Linked DNA regions of Hermetia illucens: region 2 is linked to region 1. The links are chromatin contacts, called in public Hi-C maps. All regions are on one chromosome and are shown on one strand. Each heading gives the region's core, a stretch centred on a gene start, on an enhancer-like site or on the middle of the called end of the contact. The rest is flanking DNA. Distances are from core to core; before and after follow the strand shown. Region 1 holds the start of LOC119652333 (E3 ubiquitin-protein ligase MSL2). Region 2 holds the start of LOC119652876 (lethal(2) giant larvae protein).

Region 1 (5,350 bases), core at 2,156-4,655:
CAAGTGCGGCGGTAAATATTCTGCTGGCAGACCGTCAACCCCAGCGTCTTTACTTCGTTTGGGTGCATTGATGGCTGAAATGATTTCTCTTTTGCTTGAAGTCTTTCGCAGGGCCATCGAAATATTTGCGACCAAATGCAGCTCTTTCGTGTTGCAAGATACATTCCTGAAGCCATTGCAATCAACGGCATATTTCGCTTTCCTAACCAGCGCAATAGTAAATTCTCTCTTGCCATGGCGTACACTACGCTGGACTTCTCGGTATCGGAGTTCGAGCGCGTCACGCCCGGCTTCGCTCGCAGCAGTCAGTAGAACCTTCAACCCTTTCCGCTCTTCGACCCGCTTCTACGATTCCGCAGTCAGCCAGATCTTATGACACCCTTTGGGGATATGGCCGACAACCTGTGTAACACTCGAGAAAAGAGCACTTTTGATGGCGGCCCAATCTTATCGATACCATGATCCAAATGGTGTTAATGTGATCAGTACAGAAAGATCCAGAAAGGAAACCAACTCTCTGTCGACACGACGACGTGAACACATTCAAGCATTATTTTAGCTATTGTTTCCGTTAGCAGGTGAGTTGACTCATTGGTTGCAACTGGCAAATGGTTAAGTTAATACTAAGTGGAAGCTTTATATTACAATAAGCAGAGCGTGCTTGTGGGTCAGTGTTGCAGAATAAATAATGTTCCGCATTATAATGCTGGCCCATGTTTTGGATCAAGGTTAAGACTTAGTTATTACTATGATAATATTGGCAGGTAGCCAGAGTTGGTATTGTAAGGAACCGAAAAAGCAAAGTGTAAAAAAGTGGTAAATGAGAGAAATAGAAATAACCAAAGTGTACAAATAAGAGCGAAACAATAACAGATAAAAATGATAAGGAGAGTGATTTTTTTTAAAAAAAATAGTAAAAAAGACGGAGTTAAAGTTAATTGCAAGAGGGTCAACACAGCAGCAAAAGCAACTGTCATCCTCCCTGGCAGATTAAGGACCAAGTACGATAAAGGCCTCAAGTTCCGGAAGTATATTAACACTGCCTTAACGTCAACAATTTCCAGGGCTTGTCTACATTAAATTAGCTGATTCCCATTAAAAATTTGAAGGAGTGTTTTTTGAAGAAAGTAACATTCCACAAAGGAACGCTGTTTGTGACTAGGTTTTGAGATTCGAGTTCTGTGAAATCTTTACGTAAAGCGAAATATTACATAAAGGTTTGTTACAAATAAACTTTCAACTCGTTTTAGACCATCCAAGTCGATTCTATAGTTGGAAAATAAGTGCTTGTCTGTTACTATAGACAGAAATTCGATAAAGGGCGGCCAATGTAAAAACAGCATGCAATTGAAAAATCTATATTCAACTATAGACAAACTTTAAATACTTTTATATATAAGCACTTCATCTTTGCAATAAGGAGAAAACCTAAAAGAAAATGGAATTTTAATTGTTTCTGCTGGTAAAGTTTCATTGAAACTGTAAATTTTCCTGGATGATGGGCTCATTGCTCGTTACAACTAAATCTACTAAGGATGTTCTGGCTGGTGAAGGTTGCGAACAGGATGTAACCATTTCTTCATCATTAAAAATTTGACATGGAAATGGATTAGAAGCTGTCATTATGATAGGTGAAAGAGTTATGGTCGATGAGTTGGGTGACATAAATATTGAGGCGTTGTGCTGTGATATATCATTCGGATGAACAAAAATGTTTGAAGTGTCGTCGGTTTGCATTACTATTTGAGAAACATCTGCCATGTTCCTGGAATGCATAGTTGACTGATCCTTTTCCAGACGTTGATGAGCTTGTGATGCGAAAACGTTAACCACTGCAATTACAATTCTTCAAAACTTATACACAATTTGTTTAAAACTTAATTTACCTTGAAAACTACCATCAGAAGTAATGAGGAAAGATTCCCTTCCAATATTATCGATTGACGACACTGGCGAAAGATGCGATGCCTTTGCCCCTGACAATTCGGTTATTAATCGTTTAGAGGAATTGAAATCTTGGAGAGGTACTTGACACCCTTCACCGGAAGTCGCGGCCAAGCCAAGGGATCCATTTGTATTTTCCTCTGCGACTTGGATTTCGTAACAAGCCAATTCCGGAATATGTGGCCTGACCTTACCACCATCAGGTCTGTGAGGATTTCGGCAACCACGGCATTTACAATTTACGCAAGATTTTGATTCTACGTAACATGGACAACGTTGGCCACAGCATGTTAGTTTACCGGGTGTTACAGCTGCATTCCCACATCGGCACCCACGGCGTTTTAGCGAATTTTTCTGACTGACCGTTTCTGCTGGAAATTCCTAAAAATGCAATCCATTAAAATTTCTACAAATACTGAAATATTTATATTTTTACCCGTGTAACCCCTTCCTCATCGGATTCCACCTTTCTCTTAATAGTTATCTTATTACCTATGCCTGTATATAAAACTGAGTACATTGCGGAACCATTCGAAACCGTTTTTATCGGTGGGGGATGGGATCCAATTGAAGTAGTGCCTGGCTCCGTTGCCAGTATATCTACTGCACAATTTGCTCGTTGTTTGACACCAGCCGTCAAGGAAGCTTCAGCCGATGGCGATTTTACATCAGTGCGCGCAAACACACAGGGAAGAATTGAGTAATCACTCTTTTTTAGACCGGAATTTGATTGGAAATTATCTTGAAACATTGCTCCCTCTTCAATGAAATCAACTAGGCTCGAGTTCGTAATTGGCTTAGCCGTAGCAACTGAGAGTGAAGCTTGCTTCTGCCTTTTTATTATGCTGTACATTGATGTCGACTTTATATGCTCACATAGTCTTTTATAGCATTGTAGAAGTATTCTTAGCTGCATATTTTCTTTATACTTGTCATAACTTTTGCAAAATGAACACAGCGGCCTCACATTCTTCCTCCCTCTCACACACAGCTTGCAAACATGGTGCTGACAGTGGACGTTTACAGGTGTATATGGTTCAACTAAAAGTCGGCTACAAACAGAACATGACAACGATTGTCGTAAATACGGGACAAGCCTATATAGATCAGTCCAGTTTTGGCTTATTTCCCCGTCGTTCTGAAGGACCAAACGGGATGTCGAAACATAAAGGCTGGTGGCATTCATTTCCTATATTTCTTGCAATTCCGAAATATATTCGATCACGAATTTACTTTACTTATTTGTACAATTAAAGTTAGTAGAACACGAATGAAGATCATTATAGGTTAATACTTGAACTTTATAATAAATTTTCGCGAAAATTCATTCGTGTATATGCAGCTCTATTAGCGGATTATTCAAGCTTAAGTCCTCTGCGGAGTTTCCATTGATAACTGATATTTTATATATAAACATCGAATCCGTCCTCTTGACATTTGGTCTGCCATGACATGGAAAGAACCGCAGAAACTAGTACGTTTTGAGTTCACTTTCTAGGGCGCGTTCTTTTTCATTCAGACCCGTCAAAGCATAGCCTGAGGTAGAATCGCCGAACGGCAGACGCACAAATCAATTTCGTTCCATCCATGGTGCAATGTACAATGGCGTTCGCTGGTCGAAAGGATCACAACGAAGAGAACCTCTAATAGTTACTAACGTGGATGTAACTGTGGTACTAATGTGAAGATATGGGCTCGATTATATTGCATTCACCCCTGCATTGGATATGTTAAAGGATTTAGAAAATAAACTGAAGCAAAAATCGGGGTTCATTCTAATAACGTGTAAAAGGAAGAATGCAGTGCAAGCGAGTCACTTCTTCATATTTTCGTGCACTATTTGGGATTATATTGTTGTTAAGCCGGAGCTATAATGGTCATATAATAATGTCAAAATTTTAACGTAAGTAGATTTGAGACCTGTTAAAATTCATTATTGCCTATAATGGGATTGATTCGTTTGAATACTTGGCATTTCGAGTTTATGTTTCGAACATCTCACTTCTCAATTGCTTACACCACTTCGCAAAAACGAATTTGCAATGACATTTCCTATGACATCTATTTGACATTATGCTGAATTCGGTTGTTACCGAATTTTCAGCGTTTAATAGAAGTTTGACGAAACTCTCGGAGAGGAACATTTCACGACATACGTCCAATATAGACAGTCATATTTAATTCTTATTGAGGGATTTCAAATATGTTAGCGCATACGTTTGTTATAGTTCTAGCTTTAGATCTAGCTAATAATTTAGTACGGCGTACCGTAGCGTCATTTATAAAAAGAAGTTTAGTGTTAGGTATTCCGAGAAACGAGACATCGTTTGTTTTTTAATATGAAAAGGTAAACTACGAAATAGTGTACCTGGAAGCCTACAAACTGCTGAAAGGTGGCTATCGCCGACAGTTAAAAATTCGTTTCAAATAACTCTACATTGGTCGATGAAAAGGCGTCTAATGCGTGAAATATGGTCTATATGTGGCGAACCTAAGAACTCCGAATTTTGTCTCAGATTAACAATTAAACAAGTTGGAAACTGGAATCTGGGCGCGTCAGATATGACAGGTTTAGTGTATGTCATATGTAAGAATTCGATTCCGTTTGCACTCAATTTGTAATCTTAGTATATACGAATTAAATTTGTCATTTAATATGATACTAGTGTTGTGACTCACGTACTGCGTCTCGCAAAAATCATAAACTTTTAAAAACTACTATAAACATGTCTTCATATCATTATTCACCCAAAAGAAAATATATGCATACAATAGTATAAACATACATCATACAAACAGAACATTTTTCCGTGCCCATTCGCGATTTACAACATTCATTCTTAACTTAATCGTTTTTTACTCCATTGCAGTTGAATCCAAAAATATTTACGGCTTCAAATTGTGGAAGACAACTTTCCTATCAAGACTAACGGAATAGTAGATCGTGACTTTTTGAAAAAAAAAATAACTCCGCCATGTTATTAACATAGTATGCTGGTCCCAAGCCCAGGTAAAGGAGGAGGGTTTGAGGCAACGTACTCTGTACTATCCTCAGTAAAACAAAAATAAAATGCTGAGATCAGGGGAAGAGATAAATAGAGTATAGTTGGAGTTATTATACTATGCTAAATCCTACCTGATCTCTCTTGGTGACAGGCCCCGCGACAGGTCGACCATAGAATGTCGTTACAAACATGATGATCGGATTGAGTCACAAGCCTCGGAGAAATGCTAGGACGTCCACCTCAGTCGACGCGGCAGGACGGGCCCCGGTCCTGTCGAGAAATGGGCAAGGGTTCTTGACGCATGGACGGCGTCAGGACGTAAGCAAGTTAGTCCGCACACAACGAACAAAATAAATACCTGTCTGCACGCTAAATGTTGGTACCCTAACTGGAAAGATCGA
Region 2 (4,912 bases), core at 612-3,111, 260 kb before region 1:
CTCTTCATTTGCGAACAAATCACAGCAAAGGTGAAGAATCCAGTCCAATCAATACTATCAATGATTTAGAGAACCAAAACCGAAATTTTGAAAAAATCATTCAAATGTCGCTGGTCATCTCGCTTATTACACCAATATATGGCTCTGTTCTTTCACAGAAAGTTGTACCTAGATAAGTATAGAGATGATTTTGGTTCTTAGATCATGCAGTTCCTGCTTGATATCCTTGGTGATGGTAGACGAAAAGTTGCAGGATTGCCTCAAATTGACTGAGATAGATTCGGAAAAACGGTACGCGGACGCGAAGCGTCCTCACCTCAATGAATGCAATTGCTGAAGATATTTCCGAGTCGGATTCTACCGGGGAGGGATTTGGAGTCATTAAATATTTCGAGAGTAACGAACCAAGGGGTCCCCCCTACGGTGGGGATGAAATGCGTTAGAAAATACCTTCCCCTGGTGCATTTCGAGTATAAATGTTCTTTTATAGCCAAATTTGTCTAAAATTTATGAGGAATCCAGAAGCTGGGTGCTAGCGGTATAAAAAGTTTTGTGATTTTCTTGTGTTGTGAAGCTAGTTATTACAAAGTGATACTTACATAGCATGATGTCGTGAGAGTACAGTAAATTTCCATGAAAATAAATAGGAATGAGTTGGATTTTCAACAAAATCATAGCTACCTTCCAGTCTTTTAGGCTATATTTTTAACAAAAGAATTTATTAAGTTGTTACATACAATGGCAGTGAACGAACTGACATTCAATATGACGAGAAACTAATATATTTCAAAGTTTTCAATATTCCATTTTGCCCGAATTCGTCATCAAATCGCGGGCACATCAAAAGCGTAACGAATTACAAGTTTCGAATATGGGTCAATTCGAGAGTTTCAACCTTTGATATTCCGAAAACGAAAAGGGATTTCGAAATTGTTTCCTTTTTACTTTCGTCTTATTTTGGGCCATTGTACCAGAATCCATCATCAAATTGGGGGGCGACAGAAACCGTAATCGTGACCATTTTTTTTAAAGGGGCATAGTGTATCGATCTTGGTGCGATTCTAAAGCACCATGTACAAGACATCCGATTTTGTACATAAGATGAGATGAACTAAAATGCTCAAAAGGACCGTATTGCCCACAGAAGTATGCAAGCGTTCAACACCACACTTCAGTAGATCTGCACTTAGATGCTTACATTCACCATGTTTCCCTACCCTATCACCTATCTTCGTCACGTACTGGTGTCCGTTTTACACAGTACGCCCCACACTTGGGCAGGCAATGACAAGCCGTGAGTTCACTGAATCATTGTTTTCTGACGATATCAAATCTTTAGAATTCGGGAGTATTTGCCCCCTTTAACCCTACTTGATGTGACGGGAAAAAGTTCGGACCCTTGCTACTGAATTAAAGTAACTTGACTAGCGTTTTATTAGCAAATGTTTTAACAGACACCCTTTTGTAATTTCGTCCACTCTTGAAGTACCAAGAGAGCGCCAATTAGCAAATGAAATACTCCTCTGGCCACATAAATGTACACTTTTTAATCATCTATTGTGCAGGTATTTCCCATCAAGAATTTAACGCACTCAACAGGTGCAGAGTCGAATCTTTCAACTTTTACGCGATGGGCCACATTTTTAACATTCAATAATTATTATCTTGTTATTGTACATAAACATATGAAATCAAAATTTGCTCCATACTTACTCTATAAACTGTAACTGATAATATTCCAAGAAAACGGCCGCCGACACAATCCTACCGAACCAAATCCCAAACAAAATATTTGTTTTGAGTGACAGCAGCGTAGAGGCAAAAACATGAGGAACTACAATTCACCAATATTAGGTGTGTCTACCGTCAACCTTGTATACACAGTCTAAACAAGAGCTGCGTTCACTCGCGAGCCTCGAGGGGTCGCGACGAGCGCGTTGAAAGTCGTGCCCACAGTTAGATACTAGACAGCTACCACACTCCTCCATGCCCCTCAAGGGCGGAAAAAATCAGCGTGAGTACGCTGATTTCAAGTTGTTTTACCTTTGAGCATGAGAGAGATGTAACGAAAATCCGATCAGCTGTGTTTGATATAACGCCCGGACTTGCCAATGTATTAGTGAGATCGGCAAGTTTTTCGTTATGTATAAAGTGAATACGAGAAACAACTGTTTGCTATATGGATGAGCACGGCAGTAATACCAGAATAGCAAAAGCTCACCGATCTCTCTCTTACCAATGCGATTTAACGAATATTATGCCTTTTCCTTGTTAAGCGTCTCTGATGCGTACGGATAAGTTTCTGCAGCTCATTCGCAAGTCGGGTCATTTAGTGTTGATACTGCTTATAGTAGATCTACTGTGGACGTGCCCTTTGATTTGAAAGCGTTACCTGTCAAAAGGGAATTTTGAGGAAGTGTGTGTATTGTATGCAATGTGATTTAATGGAATATTCTGTTTGTTCCACAGCTGATTTGACATTTTGGCGCCATGTTTTTAAATCACAATGCGAAGGTGATCAAAAACTGACATAACGCTCGCGATCATTGTATACAGACTAGATGAGGTAATATCAAAATGAACGTCGTCAAATTCCCGATGACGTCACTTGGACTGATACAATGTGGAGTGAAATTTAATAAACATCTTATACCTCTATTTATGAATAAAGTCAATATCTATGAAAATCGGTAGAAAAGCCTCAGAGATATTCGATTTCAAAATTTGATTTAGGTGAAATGATCACAGATGTGTTAATACTGCGATAAAAATCAAGTCATGTCTAAAATTTATTGTTAGTAAATCGAATGCTGCATTCAAATAATGGAACACCTCACGTTTAGAAATTTAAAGGAAAGTTAGCAAAGTTCATTGATAATAAAACCAATCAATCACGTTCATATTCAATAAATAACATAAACGTTACATGAGCAGATAAAATTAATAATTTTTCTTTTTTCAGTGGTGCTATCATTCTCAAATTACTTCTGATCTTCATTTCGTTGTTTTTTTTATATGAATTTCCCATTTTCCGAATGTCTCCATTTTGGATGTCGTCTACCTTTTTTATATTTTTTAAACTTCATCTTCAAATTGAATAACAAAAGATGATACAACTTATTGTACCTCTTTTTTTGTTTCCTGAACTTTACTCTTTTGGATCTGCCATTTTCATTACCCTGTTGCCGTAAGTACTGACTCGAAACGGCCTTTAATTTAACTAACTCCTGTTTTGAAATCGATCTTCCAACACTTTTCACAGAGTTTTCTTTACTTTCCGCAAATTGACCCATTTTTCAAAAACGAGAGAATCTCGAAGTGTCATATATCTTTTTTGCATTGATAACTATCACAACCATTTATCGCGCACCTTATCATTTTCAATTTTCCACAAAAATTTATCTTTGACAGAAAAATTAAAACCACAACGGACTACTCGATAATCACGACCCAAGTGGCGTCACCAAATTCATATATGGCAGACGTGATGTTTGGGTGATATTACCTTGTCTAGTCTGTGTACACTGGTTCGCGGTTAGACGCAAATCTCCAACGGTAGGCCTTGCATGCACACCACGAAGCTCGGCGGTGATATCTACACGCAGCTAAAGTAATATCAATACGAAACGTCAAATTACTGATGACGTCAACTGGGCAGTTATAATGTGTAGTGAAATTTAATGAACATCTCATATCTCTAAAACTATTACAGCTAAAGGAGGAAAGTTAAGAACTAAGATTTTTAGGTGACATTTCTATCTATGAATAAAGTCCATATCTATGAAAATCGGTAGAAAAGTCTGAGAGATATTCGATTTCTAAATTCCAATTTGATAAGATGATCAAAGATTTGTTAATAATGCGACCAAAAATGAAGTTGTCACTAAACTGTATTATTGGTAAATCGAGTGTTGGATTCAATTACGAATAAGAGAACACCTCACGTTTATGTTGAACATAAAGAACATAAACGCAATATGGTCACATAAAATTAATAAATAGTCTTAATAATTTTATTTTTATTTTCTATTTTTTTCTATTTTCTACTTCGCTTTGACAACTTACAATCTCTTGTTGCCTTTAATACAATTATCGGGAAAAAATGTATTTATTTACCCCTTGCTCATCTGCAATTTTAACACTTCTCAATAAAATATTCGCCACGAATTTTAAACCGAAACGGACTACTTGATAATCACGGCCTAACTAACGCCACTAAATTCAAATATAGCGGACATGGAGTACCTTGCCTGTGTTATATGTGCTGTCCACTTCCCGGTATCTTGGAAATCAGCCCTCCTCATACTTATCCCTAAGAAGGGGTGCTTGCGCGATCTAAAAGATATGAGGCCTATCTCTCTTCTTTCTAATATTGGAGAAATTTTCGAACGTATCCTACTAAGTCACCTCAATAGACACTACTCCACCATCATTCCACTTAATTAATTCGGCTTCGAAAACCTCAGATCCACCGAGCAGGCAATCCTGTACCTACAAGACCATTACCTCAATCAATTGGAAAACAGGTATTGCACCGTAACCTGCGCCTTAGATCTCGAAAAGGCATTTGATTCAGTTTGGGAAGAGGGATTGCTCTACAAGCTAATTCAGTCCAATTGCCCCCTCCACTTATTCAAAATCCTCGCAGAATTCATCGCCAACAGAACTTGAAACGTGCGCTTCGATGGAATAGGTAAGCTCAGGAGTCCCTCAGGGATTCTAGGCTCAAACTTTTTAATATCTTCCTCCACGATATTCCCCTCCCTCCCATAAACTTATTCCCCACGCTAACGATAACTCAGACAGCCCTTTTCGCCCAACGACAATGGTCCTCCCGCGTCAGTAGGGATCCTCTTCGCTGATGACACCATCCCATATGCGAGTGGTCTCAGGCCCTCACTAGCCTCCCTCT

The links. Hi-C and Micro-C count contacts between places; a contact is called where the count stands out from the background.
Region 2: a contact with region 1 is called in a Hi-C map of an unstated tissue, with 9 times the contacts expected there. The contact joins the promoter of LOC119652876 here to the promoter of LOC119652333 in region 1. A contact is called at or near these places in 2 of 2 Hi-C or Micro-C datasets (an unstated tissue and whole body).

The regions. Positions count from the first base shown.
Region 1 is chr3:109,841,751-109,847,100 of iHerIll2.2.curated.20191125, reverse strand. It overlaps LOC119652333 (E3 ubiquitin-protein ligase MSL2), which reads right to left and starts at 3,405. Exons shown (of 3, transcript XM_038056344.1): 1 at 2,381-3,405; 2 at 1,887-2,325; 3 at 1,343-1,832. The coding sequence starts at 3,130. The coding sequence ends at 1,471.
Region 2 is chr3:110,100,864-110,105,775 of iHerIll2.2.curated.20191125, reverse strand. LOC119652876 (lethal(2) giant larvae protein) reads right to left here and starts at 1,861. Exons shown (of 12, transcript XM_038057237.1): 1 at 1,714-1,861.